3 separate regions of the Mus musculus genome follow, and regions 1 and 2 are each linked to region 3. A link is a contact called in public promoter capture Hi-C data. All regions are on one chromosome and are shown on one strand. Each heading gives the region's core, a stretch centred on a gene start, on an enhancer-like site or on the middle of the called end of the contact. The rest is flanking DNA. Distances are from core to core; before and after follow the strand shown. Region 1 holds the start of Slain2 (SLAIN motif family, member 2). Region 2 holds the start of Dancr (differentiation antagonizing non-protein coding RNA). Region 3 holds the start of Rest (RE1-silencing transcription factor).

Region 1 (2,700 bases), core at 177-2,676, 4.4 Mb before region 3:
GCACAAAGACAGTAACTCCTTCAGGGGTTTTTCCAAAGAGGCATCAAACATGGTAGGTAGGGTAGTCGAAGCAGGGAAAATACAGCATGGAAAGGCAGGAGGGTTAAGTCTTATGTGAGTCCACACCCGGGTGTAATAAGACTGGTTCGGGTGTAATAAGACTGGTTCGAGGGTGGAGGAGGCAATTGGAGTCAACTGCAAACATCAGCCAAAAATTTGAGAGACCAGGCACGGTTGGCTGCTTACCGTATAAGTAAACCAAGCAGCTCACAACTGACAACTGTGGAAGAGTGAGCCAACATGACAGAAAAAAAGCGTTTAAGTTTTGTTTGCAGTCGCTTCCACCAGTACGCATTATAAACAGATGCCACCGAGGGCAGAATTTTACATTTACCACCCCTCAACATTCTCTATTGCCTGTCAACGGGTTGCTTGAATACTTTTCATGTACAAGTTAAAAAAAAAAATTCAAGGAGCATATGCCTTTAATCCCAGCTTTTGAAAAAAAGGCAGAGGATGAGTTTTTCGAGGTCAGCCTGGTCTACAGAGCGTGTCTCAGGACAGCCAGGAATACACAGAGAAACCTTGCCTCAAAAAACCCAAAAAGTCAAGACATACTATTAAAAAGTCTTTTGGGGGCGAAGGGAGAACCCAAGGAATACAATGCACATTAATTACTACCGTTGAAAGATTAGTACAGAAGTGTTTTCCATCATCCTCTTGTCTCTGGACCTGTAAACCTTAAGCCAACGAAACAAAACAACCCCTGCCCACGTGTTTTAAACGGATGAAATAATGCCTTTAAAAGTGCTTAGCGCAGTGTCTGGCTTATAGGAACCACTCAACAAATTACGGTTATCATTTTGACTTCCGAGCTCTGAACCATTCGGGATTCGGGTTCTCATTTTCAGGGGATGGAACGGACGAGCCACAGATGGTCTCTGGGGCTGCTGCCAGCTCCGACAGTCTCCGGTTTCAAGCAGGAACCAACTCAGTATTGCCAAACAAACCAAGGGAACGGTCCATGCGACCAGGCGGGGCCGTCCGACCGCGAGTCTCCGCACAGACGCCTAGGGCGGGGCTGAACCCGAGCCCGAGCCCGAGTCGGAGCCGGAGCCAGAGTCCGGTTCTGGGTCTCACACCCGCCCGCGATGAGCTTTGGGGAGGGTAGGCGGCCAGGGCAAAACTCCAGCGATAGCTTAGCCCAGCCCGGCCGGGCCCTGCCCACCTTTGCCGGCGCCCACCACACCCCTTCCGGCCGGGGCCCCGCCCCAAACAATGACCACGCCCCTCCGGGCCCTGTCCCGTTTCAGGCCCCGCCTCCAGCCCCGCCCCACCGCGAGCCGGGCGCTTAGTTCTTTCAGCCCGCGGGCGGCCACGTCCTCCCCCGACGCTCTGAGGTCACCGACCGGGCTGGCCGGCAGGGGGCGGAGGGACGGAGGGAAGATGGCTGCCGAGGCCGGATATTGGCGCCGCCTCCCCCAGTCGCGGAGCCGGCGCAGATGAGGCGGTTCGGCTGGGGCCAGCGGCGCTTCGCAACCCGAGCCGGGGAGACCCTGGCGGTGGGGCCTGGCCCTGCTCTATGCCGGCGCCTCGGCTAGCGTGAGCGGTGGCGGTAACGCCTCTCTTTCCCCCCGACCCCGCGCTTCCCCTGCGGCTTGGGGAGTCGGAGCGGGCGGCGCGGCCGGCATGGAGGACGTTAACTCCAATGTGAACGCGGACCAGGAGGTGCGGAAGCTGCAGGAGCTGGTGAAGAAGCTGGAGAAGCAGAACGAGCAGCTGAGGAGCCGCTCGGGAGCCGTGCAGGGTGCAGGCCTCCTCGGGCCCGGCAGCCCAGCTCGGGTCGGCGTGTCCACCCCTTCGTCGGGCGCGGCGTCCCCTCGGGGCTTCCCGCTGGGCCTGGGCGCCAAGGCCAGCGGCGGGGCGGGCTCCGGCCCGCGACGGACCAGCAGCGAGGACCTGCGGGACGCCACCTCCTTGCTGGCGGCCGGCGAGGGAGGCTTGCTGGACGAGGTAGAGCCGCTGCGGCCCGACGAGCTGGAGCGCTTGTCAGGCTGGGAGGAGGAAGAGGAGAGCTGGTGAGCGCGGGGCGCTGGGCCCGGTGGGCCTGCGGGGCGGAGGGGTGTCCCTGGGGGAAAGCAGGGTGGGCTCGGCTTGTGGTGGGGACGCTGGCTTTTGCCTGTTTCTGCTGCGGGCGGGCAGGTCCGCTGGAGTTGGGGGGTTTCGAGGCGTGCCTTGGAAACGGGTTTGTAGCTAGTTCTCTGGGTCGTGGAACCTCTGGGTGCAGGACCCAACTGGACCCAGATGGGATCTGTGGCTTGGCACAGTCCCCCGTGGGCCCGCACGCTCAGAGCACTCAGAGGGTACCAAGCTGCTTCGTAGGAAGGGATCCTGCTTTGTGTGAAAGACGGGCTTTCGGATGGTGGTCTGAGCGGTTTGGATTGTAGGGAGGGGTCTGCTTCAAGAGGTAACAACCAGGTGCGGGGACATAGAGAGTAGCTACTAGCAGGCAGTGCTTTGGACCGGAGTGAGATGGGGATGTTTGTGGGGAGGCCGGGTGGACGTCACTCCCCTTTGGGTAGTGGGGGGAGTAAAGCTTTGCTTTGTGTGAGGAGGGCAGTGGAGAGGGATGGGGCTGCTTTGTGTGAAGTCGGTGGTGGATCGGGGAACCCTGAATTTTATATTGGAAAACAAGAATTG
Region 2 (2,896 bases), core at 147-2,646, 3.2 Mb before region 3:
TATAAAACCTTGAGGAATATTTAAAAACACCGATTTGTACACTTAAAAGGGTGACCTATAACACTTGGGTTCAATCTCAAAAAGTTATCTAAAAAGTCAAAGCAAGTTGACAAAGCAGGTCATCATTTTTTTTATCTAGACTAAAAGTGGCTGTAAAGAAACACAGGCGAGCATGATGAATAGACTTAGAGTCCTTATTCAAACGAACTCATTGTAAAGTAACATTGTATCAGAATAGTCTTGCTGTGAACTTGGAGCGGCTGTTTATTCTAGCAATCACATTGGCATTGTCCTCAGGCAAGATGGCCTCTTTTCTTTTGAAATAAATACTGAAATATTAAGAGGTGAAACAAACCAAGCTTGAGATTTGCTTTAAAATACCCCCCCTCCCCCAACAGACCAAGACGATAGATGCGCCAGGTCTGGAATGAATGGCTGGCTTTTAGCCGAGAGAAGAACGCAGGCACGTGGCTCTTTGAACATTTTTAGTTTTAATATAAGTTTGGAAATTTAATTTCTTCAAATTAAAAAAATAATTTTATTATTATTATTATTATTATTATTATTATTTTAAAAACCTTGCCAATAAAATCATCTCAGACCGTGGAAATTCTCATTAAAATAAGTTAAGCACATATCCAGGCCTGGTGGTGAAAATTTGTCGTCCCTTCTACTCAGGAAGCTGAGGCAGAAGGACGGAAAGTTCCAGTCTTGTCTGGGAAATTTAGTGAGACCTAGTTTCAAAGTAATAAAAGGGTTTGGGATCTGAGACGCCAGGCTCTACTTTTAACCCAGGACCACTAAAAACAAGACAAAGGTATAGCCTAGGTGGAGAGTGGCATGCATGCCAGCAATCCTAGCACGTAGCACTGAGGATAACAAGTTTGATGAATACCCTGAACTAGCTACACAGTAAGTTAGAAAGCAGTGTGGGCACCTAAGAGAGACTCTGACTCAAAATTAATGGTACGGGCTGAGGAGGTAGCTCTGTGGTAGAGCTCTGTTGAGAACTAACTGCCTCACATCTCCAGCAACATTTCTCCTTGATATTACTCTCCAGGAACACAGAAAAAGGCAGCTCCTCTCAGGGTTAAGGAGGGGCCCTGGGAGTGAACTAGCTGAACAAGAAGGGATCTAAGTCGGAACACACCTAGCACCGGCATAGCTTCAGGAAAGGAAGGTTTCCACTGAGCACAGCCTCAACGCTTCCAACACCGCAGTGGGTGGAGAACCTGCTGCTGGAAGTCAACGGCCCCACCCTACCGGGTCCGAAACGTCCCGACGATTGGCTTCCCATACCAGCCACGCCTACAATCCTTCTGACGATTGGCTGCTCTCCTTTTCCTGTTCTGCCCCCTCCAAGCGGCCCTCTGATTGGTTGCAGGTCTCGGGGGGGGGGGGCAGCTCCGCCCCTCTCCCGGATGGCTGTATTAACGCAGCGCGCAGCGGCTCGGTCTTTCGGTCCCGGCCTTGGTGGTGAGTGTCCTCGTGGGAGGGTGTCAGGATGTCCCCGTGTCCCCTCGAGCTTTGCCCGCCCCGAGCTCAGCTGCTCCCGGCGGCCAGAACGGAGGGGTAGAGCAGTTCTCAGCGGCCCGCGGGGCGGGCGGCAGTGTCCAGCCCGGGGCTGCGCGAGACACAAAGTCCTCTGTGCCGTCCGACCCGGGCACCCTGACCACCGCCCTTTCCCTCTGCAGGCCGATCCACCCGAGCCGGTCCCCACTGCCCAGCCGTGCTGCTGCCTCGGACACAAGCGCAGGTACGTCCCGGCATTGATCGGAGGCAGGCCCTGGCCACGTGGCCGAGAAGACGGAGGTTCCAGGCCTGTCTTTGTTGAGCTGCGCCGGGCCTCCCCAGTCGCCCTTTCCTGTGCCCTTTTAAGGTTGTCGCAGTACTTTAAGAGGCTAACACAGAAGGGTAAAGGAACTCTCCATAAAACCCAGAGAGGAAAACTACACCTCCTCTTTGGATCCTGTCTGGAGTCACAAATGAACCAAAAGCTTCATTTAAAACTTGAATGTGCGCATTTTAGGTTCTGGCGATTGCTAGGTAGTGATATAGGATTTTAAAGAAAAGAAAACGTAGCCTACCTGGTTTAATTTGGTTGGAGGAGAAAGTTCAGAAGACAAGAATACATTTGCTTTTCTAGAAGTGAGATTTTAGGTCAGCTGGAAAGGATATAGTTGAGTATGTTCCACTTATGTGAAACATTTTTATTCTTTCATAGGTTGAAAACTACAAGAAACCCGTGACTGAATGGCTCCAAGGTGAAGTACTCTTGCATGTAGTGACCAGGTTTGCCTGTATTCCACTTTAGGATTAGTATCGAAGCTGAAATAGGTGAAGTGAGGGCCATGTGAGTTTCCTTGAATGGCCTTGTAACTGATTACCCTGAAGGTAGTTTGCTAAAGATTTTAATCAATGTACTAGGATCCTGCCCCACCCCTTCTTCATGTCCCACTGCCCTAGAATCAGATCTGCATGGCTATGACATGCTCGCCGTTTTAAAGATGCAAAGATTTCATGCTAGATCATTAGAATGTATCTGGACTTCGTTAGGACAAGTTCTTTGCTAGTAACCAGTCACGTGCTAGCAATTGAGGTGTGTTAACCTGTATATTGTTGCCTATGAGTAATTTTCCATAATCTTTAATAAAGGCTTCCTGTGTCAATTCTATGGCTTGTTCACTTGTTCTTATTACTGGGGAGGGGGGGGGGGGTCAGAACCACTTGGAGCAATTTGTCCTAACACCATGTGCGTGCGTCCCTAGGATCAAACTCAGGCTGTCAGGCCTGGTGCCAGCCACTGCTAGCTGTAAGGTTATTTCTTAGCATTGTTTTTCAATTGTTTTCCAAGCTTCTGTTTGGTGCCTATTGAACCCACGATTTATATTCATCT
Region 3 (2,839 bases), core at 43-2,542:
TTTTTTTTTGAAAGATGGGTTCTACAGCGTGCCAGAAAAGAGGTAAAGGAAAATGTCAGAGAAACCTGAAGCTCTGCTTCCAGCCTCTTAGCACCCACCTGCTGCTACCTCTGTAGTAATGCCAACGAGAGGTTCACACATTTAGATCCGGAAATGCCGGGCCCTGAAGGCGGCCGAGAGCTTTAAACTCTAGCTGGTAGTTCACTAACTACAAATTAAAGGCTACAAGGCCCACTTCCAGGAAGACATTAAAAGCAGGCTAAAAAAGCATTTCAGGTGAGAAGGGACAGGACCTGAGACTCCCTGTCCCCATTATAAGACGTCAGGTACTGAACTGGACTTGGCTTTGTCTCAACCCCCACAAGGACTGATTTTCTCCTGGTTAAGAGTTTGCAATGTGAAAGCATTTTGACCTCATGAAGCTTAAAATTACAGTTAAGCATAAAGATCTGTGTAGGCAGGCACTTAGATTTTGTTTCTTTGATTGAGAAAGGTCTCACTTTGTAGCTATGGCTGGCCTGAAAATTCTTACATAGCACACTAAAGCTTTAAGCTCTCAGCAATCCTCCTGCCTCTGTCTACTGAATTCTGAGTCTGATTGCAGACAAGAGCAATCCCCCACCCCCGGGCCCCCCAATTTGTCAAGTCAATGACCTGGATCTCCTGGTGCTCACGCCTTTCAAGTAGGATTACAGACTTGTGCAGCCAGGGCCGATTTTCGGGTTTTGTATTGTTTTTTAATTTCTTGCACTAGTGTCCCTAAGTAGCCCAGGTTGATCTTGAACTCCGGCCTTTAACTCTTGATCCTCCAGTCTCAACAGCATTCTGAGTGTTGGGATTAACGGCGAGAGCCCACACGCCAGGCCTGAACAGTATTTTTCGAGGCTTCAGCCTTACTTAAGAGGCCAGTGACAATACTTCTCAAGAGGGCGGTCAATGCCTGCACGTTTTTTCCTCCAACAACCCCAATTCTCGTGCACGCCCGGGTAAGGCTGGGGCTAACTTCTGCTATTTGTTTATAAAAGAAAGAAGCTCAGGGAGTAGGTTCCGCCCCTTTAATGAGCCTAAGGCGGGAGTCGGGGGCCGGGCGGATTAGGTAAGTTTCCCCCGAGGCGCGCCCCCAGGCAGGCCAGGAGTCCACTTCGAGCCTCGGGACCGAGGGGCGGGGCGCGCTCGGCGGCCACGCGCGCGGGCGGGGAAGGGGGCGTGTCGGCGGGCGCGCGCGGACGGCGAGGGGGCGTGTCCGGCGGGCGGGCGGGCGGCGACGGCGCGGGCCGGGTGCGCGGCGCAGCGTCCTGTGCTGGAATGTGCGGCTCCCGCGAGCTCGCGGCGCAGCAGCAGAAGACCGAGGAGCGCCGCCGAGGCCGCGGGCCCCAGACCCGGGCGGCCGGGACCGCAGCGACGGCAGAACCAGGGCCGGCGGTCTGATCCCGCTCCGCGATCGCACCCCGGGATCTCGAGGGCCTCGACGCCCAACTTTTCCCCGCTCTCCCTCCCCTCCCCTCCCCCGAAAGTCCAGCAACAAAGAAAAGGAGTTGGAGCGGCGGCGACGCGGGGGTGGCGGACCGTGGGCGCACAGTTCAGAGGGTAGGACGCGGCGGAGCGAGGAGAGCGACGGGGGAGGGCGGCGGGCAGGCGCGGAGCGGCGCGAGGCGCTGTCCAGGGCTGATTTGCAGATACTGTGGCTCGGGCGGCGCGGCGGCCGGGCGGGGGCGGGATCGAGTTACGGAGCGAGTCACGGGCTGGGCCGGGGGCTGGTGCGGAGCGGCGTGGGCATCGGCCCCCAGCGGAGCACGGGGAGGCCCTTCCGCACGGCGCTGAGATCCGGGGCCACGGAGGCCGGAGCGCCGCTGCTGGTGACCGCGGTCCTGAAACTTCCCCCCTCCGCCCTCCCTCCGCCTCGGGCCCAACGCCCCCGGCCCCGCCGGCGTCCCAGGCTCGCCGCCCCCTCCCCCCCAGTCGTAGCAGGGCCGGAAGGCGGCCGCCCCGCTTGACTCAGCCCGGGGCACGGGCGGCGCCGGCGGCAGGCTGGACAGCGATTTCTGCGGCCCGCGCTGGCTCTGCGCAGCGGGGGAGCGAAGTTCGCAAACTTCCGGGCCACGGGGGCGGCGGTGGCGGCCCGCGTGGGGCCCCTCGCAGCGACCGGGGGCCGACAGCCTCGGGAGGGCGCCGCGGAGCCCCGGTACAGGCCCGATCGGACGCGGGTAGCGAGGTAACTTTTCCGCCCAGTCCCGGCCGGGCTAGTGGCGGGCGGCGGGGGAGGGGGCTGCGGGGCCGCGGCCGGCCGGGGAGGCGCCTCTAGGGTGGTGGGCAGCGCGTGAGGTCCGAGCCCAGGCACCGCCCGCGGGTTGGTGGCGGAGAGGAAGCAAGAGGGCCCAAGTTTGCAAAGAGCTGCTTTGTGTTTGGTATTTTGAGAAAATGGCCGAATGCCTATTTCAGTTAGGAATGCCGCCGCCGAGGCCGGCGCTGGTGGCAGCGGCACATAGGAATTCGGTGCAACACGTTGCTCTCGGGCTGTGCTTAGCACAGTCTGCCCGAGAGACGTGGAGATTTCCTTGGGAGTGTGGCTGCCGAGGTGCGTGGGGGAAGCTTTAGAGTGGATGTTGAGGTCCGTTGTGGAATCCGTGGGGCTGTTGAACTAGGGGAGAGCCGTTTCCTGTGATGGCATTCGGGCTCAACTTTTTGTTGGGGCATGTAACTGAGCGAGCGAGTGAGCGGGCGAGCTTGTGTTTTAGACTCTAGGTGAAGCGGCCCGCTTTTAGTATTTTCGGTTTTTAGTTTGTCTTTTAGTACTTTTTTTATTCTTTGCATATCTTGCCTTTAATAATTTGCAAGAGGC

Evidence for each region. Promoter capture Hi-C pulls out the DNA fragments that hold promoters and counts their contacts.
Region 1: a promoter capture Hi-C map of pre-B cells shows a contact between it and region 3, with 4 times the contacts expected there. The contact joins the promoter of Slain2 here to the promoter of Rest in region 3.
Region 2: a promoter capture Hi-C map of pre-B cells shows a contact between it and region 3, with 2.4 times the contacts expected there. The contact joins the promoter of Dancr here to the promoter of Rest in region 3. A contact is called at or near these places in 1 of 39 promoter capture datasets (pre-B cells) and 1 of 484 Hi-C or Micro-C datasets (B cells).

Annotation. Positions count from the first base shown.
Region 1 is chr5:72,912,936-72,915,635 of GRCm38.p6, forward strand. Slain2 (SLAIN motif family, member 2) reads left to right here and starts at 1,427. Exons shown (of 8, transcript NM_001113423.2): 1 at 1,427-2,078. The coding sequence starts at 1,690.
Region 2 is chr5:74,091,664-74,094,559 of GRCm38.p6, forward strand. Dancr (differentiation antagonizing non-protein coding RNA) reads left to right here and starts at 1,397. Exons shown (of 1, transcript NR_145133.1): 1 at 1,397-2,674. Snora26 (small nucleolar RNA, H/ACA box 26) reads left to right here and starts at 1,867; the gene lies at 1,867-1,987.
Region 3 is chr5:77,264,202-77,267,040 of GRCm38.p6, forward strand. Rest (RE1-silencing transcription factor) reads left to right here and starts at 1,293. Exons shown (of 4, transcript NM_011263.2): 1 at 1,293-1,587.